Linked DNA regions of Xenopus tropicalis: region 1 is linked to region 2. The links are chromatin contacts, called in public Hi-C maps. All regions are on one chromosome and are shown on one strand. Each heading gives the region's core, a stretch centred on a gene start, on an enhancer-like site or on the middle of the called end of the contact. The rest is flanking DNA. Distances are from core to core; before and after follow the strand shown.

Region 1 (2,700 bases), core at 113-2,612, 98 kb before region 2:
AGAAAGGGAAGTTTGAGAACAAACTTCATGTTGAGTTGAAAAACATGAAGTCACTGAATCTTCCCTGTCAAAGTCAATGGAAAAATTGGGGGGTTCGGAGCGGCGCCACAAAAAGACGGGGGGCAGGATCACTTAGAAAAGCACAAGCAACCTGCTCCGCTATAGGGTGAAGAAGTGTGGGGAGTTTGGGTGTTGTACCCCTAAAACTGTAGGAGGAGTAGCGTTTAGAAAATGGGGGGCGCTAAGAAGAAGAAGAAGCGGAAGAATAAGCCAAAGTGGAAGAACAGTCTGTGGGGTTTTCAACCCAACATAATAATCAAAGTGAGGAATGCATTTGGGTTACAAAGCTGGAACAGGTGGTGGTGTTTACAAGGAAAAACACAAATTAACCTGATCTGCTGCATTCTTGCTAAATTGTTGATATATATATCCACAACAAACCAAATGGGGCTTGGCCGGGATGAGCAGAAACCTTGGCTATATCTGTTAAATAAATATCATGGGATAGTATAGGTAGGGCTGAATGGGGAAGGCACTTTTATGACTTTGCTGCTGAGGTGTCTTATTAGGTTGCAGACAGGCCTGGATAATACTAATTTGACCCACAGTAAGAATGTTGGTGGCCCTGTGCCTGTTCACAATATTCTGAGAGTCTATTTAGGCTTGTTTGGTAGATCCCACAATATGCTGTGGTTTTCCTCCTGGTGCGGGACACAGGGCAGAGTTCCCTTGTTGAATGCAGTGTTATAATATATAGAAAGCATAGCAGGTAGAGCCATAATATTATGGTGCAGTCCCAATGGATAGTTCTGTAATATGAATTGCCAAACGCAGGTGAGAAGCTGAAGAATGCATCTGGCCTATGTTCAGTGGATCAGCAAGGTGCTGTGGATGCTGGCACAATAGAATAGACTGCTCTCTATTAATACTATTAACGTTTCTGTGTGCGATGGAAAGTATAAAAAGCTACTGCATGGAAAAGCATGCTTGTAAGAGCCCTTAGTTCCATATATCTAAATGCAGTCAAGTAATATCAATATTTTAATGATATTTCTCTTGACCTTTAATCTGTATACTTTAGCAAGACACCACATTTTTTTACATAATCAGATAATGTTTAGTGTTATATTTATGGCACAATGTTGTTCTAACTTGGCCTTGACGTAATGGGTAAGTGATGTTTGTAATGTGCTTACCCTTCTACATATTACTTGAAAACAACATTTTTATTATAAACTATGTAGAGCTGATCTAAAGCATCAGGAATTTAAGTGTTCCAGTGCCATGGCACTGAGATGTAATATCTGTTGCTGCCAGTAGCCCAGAGGCTTGTAGTACCTCTCAGCAAAGCATGGGGGCGTAGCCGTAGCATAAAAGCACACTGTTTATGAAATGTCTTCCAGTTATGTTTAGTTTTTCTAGATCTGTGTAGAGCAGCTCAGGATCCACTGGCTGACCAGTGCATAATGTGTGTAAATAATATATGTTTGTGTAAATATAATATGTATAAATGTACTAGAACTGCAGGTGTTGGCTTTAATAATGCACTGGAAGGGGCCATGTTTTCTGAACTGAAGGGTAAATCTCTGGGGCTTACAGTAACAATGTTAAATGCCAGCTAATTCCAGTGACTAGCTTATACTGCTGTTTTCATACCCTTTGTAGCATTAATCTCTTTAACCCTCTGAGTGCTGATAATAAGGGGATCATGATTCAACTCCCAGCATCATTTCCTAAATAAGCAATACTTACGTTTTAATTCAGTGGGAACTGGGCCTGTGGGTTTGCTGGCAGGTAGTACTATCTATAACCAAACTGGTGTGCCCACCTTAATAATACCATGTGACTCACTGGGTAATATGAAGTGTCCAGTAGTGTGCTACCAGAATTTTTACGGCATTCCGGTAGTTCTGCTGCATACTGGCTCTTCTGTCTAAATAAATACATTGTATGTCAATACAATAACCTGATGTATATGAATATGAATACTTTACATACTTGTTAAAGCATTCATATTCATGCTGCATTCATTAGATCTACAGATCTGTCACTGATAATCATGTACTTATAGTGACAGATATGTGCATCTAATGAATGCAGCGGGAAGTTGTTGTTTTTGGCAAAACATTAAAAAAAGCCCAAAGGTGTTAGGTTCGTGTTCCTCCCTGGCATGGATTTCCTCTAGGGGACTAATTTTTTGTCTGCATTGCCATTGTTGTCTCCTGCACATAGTACAGGTATTGAACCTGTTATCCAGAATGCTTGGGACCTGGGGTTTTCCAGGTAAGGGGTCTTTGTAGCATCATTCTTCAGGTCTATTTAAAAATCATTTAAACATGAAATGAACCCAATACTATTGCTTTGCCTCTAATATAGACTAATTCTATCTTAGTTGAGATTAAGTACAAGGTGTTTTATTATTACAGAGAAAAAGGAAATCTTTTTAAAAATCTGAATTATTTGATTAAAATGTACTTAATAAAAGGCGGCCTTCCATTAATTCCGAGCTTTCTGGGTCTCTGGTTTCTGGATAACGGATCCCATACCTGTAATGCAAAAATGTTGGCTGCTTACGAAAGGAATGGCTCTGGACAAGTATGTAAAGCATTTATATTCATATACATCGGGTTATTGTATTGACAGATTCTTTTGTGGGGATGGGAGGGAAGAGGTGAATGTTATTTTTATTCTGCTTAGGTG
Region 2 (2,700 bases), core at 25-2,524:
ACGCCAGGGCGAAAGAAATATTTATTTAGTCAACAGTACATGATTCCTGTTAGGGTGACAAAATATTTTTGTTTGCATTTTGCAAGGTGCTAGAACCCATAAGCCCTATCTCTTTAAAGGGCCACTATACGCATCTTCTTGTAATTAGAATATTATACATTAAAATGTCTAAGGGAGATGATGAGGATGGCTATGAGACAACAACCTGACAAAGGTACATGTCACTTAGAAGGAAATAATAATAAAAAAAGGTGTAGTGCCTTTTAAGGGACATTTTATCAGCATTTTATCAACATTTTATCAACAAAAGACTTTATTCAGTAGGTTCCATAAAGGTCACATTTTTTTAGATTTTCCTCAAAAGACAACTCTACCCAAATAATGAAAAACATTAAAATGCAATTTGAATTCATTTTCCATTGTTTTTTTTTTATTATTTTAAACAATTTCCAAGTAATTTTCTTTACTTAAACATTTAATTAAATGTGTTCATGTTACTTGTGAATGTATTTGCTATTTAATGCAGTGTTTGTATATCCCCTTCTGTTCTCTGCATGGGTTGTTCTAACTTGTGAAGCCATGCAGCAGTCTTGGAGAGTGAAAAGAAAAGAGTAAATAGAAATAGCCAGACTTAACCCCCTATCAATAGCAATTACATATATAGATATTTTATAACCATTTAAGATGTTGATTAATGTATATTTTGATCATGCAGAATTTAATTATTTTTAGTATTTGGGTGGAGTTCCCATTTTACTTTAAAGTAGACTTTGTGCATCTAACCAGCGCAGAAGGTCTGCCATACAGTAGGGACCCAGTTATGAATAAGCTTCTGAGAAAGTGGAGTACTAGATATGAAGTGCATTAAGCCAGTGGTGGTTTTCATTTCCCCATGTACGTGTAGCAGCCAGTGTATGACACACCTATAGATAATGAGTTTTGCTATGTAACTTTATGGGTAAGAGACAAAACAGTGTTGCACTTAGACATTTCAAGCTGAACGATTAATTGAGCCAAAGCTTGTCCTGACCGAGTACTTAAAATGCAATACATCAGGAGGCTTGTCATATCACTGTTACACAATCTTACTGCTGCTCTGGGTGTGATGCCACTTAACTGACTAATACTATGAGCTTATTATCAACATGTAAATTAAACATTCTGCTCTACATCTCACTTGTGTCGTAGCATTTTACAGATTATAGTCTAACGTGGAGCCTGAGGCACTAGGAGCTGACACTGTAATCACACCCAGGCTGTCCAGCTTGAGTCAGCTTCAAGTGACAAACCAATGAGCCACTTCTCTAGGCCTGGACAATAACTAACACTTGGTCTGTACACTTGTGGGTGTAACCTTTTTCTATAATCAGCCTCCGGCAATGTATGTTCTCCCATTGTTTTGCAGGCTATGTCCGCTGTACTGTGCTGCGGTCCTGTTGCAGATAATGTCGGCCTGTCATCTGATGGATATTTGTATAAATGGTTGGATAATATTTTAGATTCCCAGGACAAGAAGGTAATTCCTAGTTCTGCTACATGTGGTGTTCAGTGTTCACCTTCTGCTATTGGTTTATAATATGGTCTTGTACACAAATCTGCACTGATTTGTGTCTGAATACTGAATCTCTATCCTAATTTGTATGTTCTGTATATCTGTCTTAGTATTCTGCCTGCAGCCTTACTACATGTGAATTTGTAGTTTAGGGTGTAGGTGCTGCCACTATCATATGAGAGATGTAACCATTCATAAAAATGTGTATTTTTAGTTTCTGCTTTTTTTTTTCTTTTGTTGAATGCATGTCTGTCTGATCCCATTGTTCTATTCCCCAAAAGGTTCACCAGTTGGGCTGCGAGGCTGTGATGCTTTTGCTTGAGCTTAATCCAGACCAGAGCAATTTAATGTACTGGGCAGTGGACCGCTGCTACACTGGCTCCAAGCGGGTGGCATCTGGCTGCTTTAAAGCTATAGCCAGTGTTTTCCAAAACAGGTATAACTACATACGGCATTGCTGTCAGAGCAAAAAATTGCATTTTTTGGGTTTTTGTTTATTTTGGTCTCTCTTCATTTTCTTTAAATGCCCTACAGGGATTACCAGTGTGACACGGTGACTCTTCTTAATCTGATCCTGTTTAAAGCAGCCGACTCTGCCAGGGATATCTATGAAGTTGCTATGCAATTACTTCAGGTTTGTAAATACTATGTGTTACCATGCTGAGAAAGGCAAAGTCCAGCACCCAAGAAAATAGTATCACGCATTCCCTGCGCATTATCTGCTTTCTGTATTCATACTGTGCTTGCATGGATGTTTACCTGGTACCTGAATAGTGTCTGTAAAGATAGCTAAATCTATATATTGTTTAACTCCGGTCAGTCTTTCTTTCTTGGGCTTACTTCTGGGTGATATAAGGGGCCCATGCAACCCATCAACTGCCCTCTGTTCCCATAGCCCAATGCACACCTCAGCAAATAGGATTTTCTGCTCATAGTTGCAGCCAAAATGCCTGCTGACTCCAAAGCTCACTTTTCATTGGCTTTTCATTGGCTTGAACATTTCGCCTTCTATGTTAGTTCATGAAAACCCATGCCTCTAGTAAGCCATACAAATTACAAGCAATCTACTGTAGGTAGAAGAAATCTTAAACACCCTAAGTGCTGTAGCCCTTATGTACATAAAGGCTTTTGTACTAACTAGCTTGTAA

What was found. A called contact is a pair of places that touch in the nucleus more often than the background predicts.
Region 1: a contact with region 2 is called in a Hi-C map of neurula embryo, with 2.2 times the contacts expected there. The contact joins two enhancer-like sites. A contact is called at or near these places in 4 of 5 Hi-C or Micro-C datasets (brain, gastrula embryo, neurula embryo and 1 more).

The regions. Positions count from the first base shown.
Region 1 is chr1:39,074,288-39,076,987 of UCB_Xtro_10.0, reverse strand. All of the region lies in intron 3 of fryl (protein furry homolog-like), which reads left to right. Among named protein-coding and RNA genes, the nearest start is that of fryl, 46 kb to the left of the region's middle. Within about 2 kb of position 1,362, at least 6 of the 11 cell types and tissues checked have an H3K27ac peak or open chromatin away from gene starts, as enhancers often do. A contact at or near this core is called in neurula embryo, where this site is marked.
Region 2 is chr1:38,975,950-38,978,649 of UCB_Xtro_10.0, reverse strand. It overlaps fryl (protein furry homolog-like), which reads left to right. Exons shown (of 67, transcript XM_012955689.3): 32 at 1,406-1,516; 33 at 1,834-1,988; 34 at 2,087-2,186. Among named protein-coding and RNA genes, the nearest start is that of zar1, 46 kb to the right of the region's middle. Within about 2 kb of position 1,274, at least 1 of the 11 cell types and tissues checked has an H3K27ac peak or open chromatin away from gene starts, as enhancers often do. A contact at or near this core is called in neurula embryo, where this site is marked.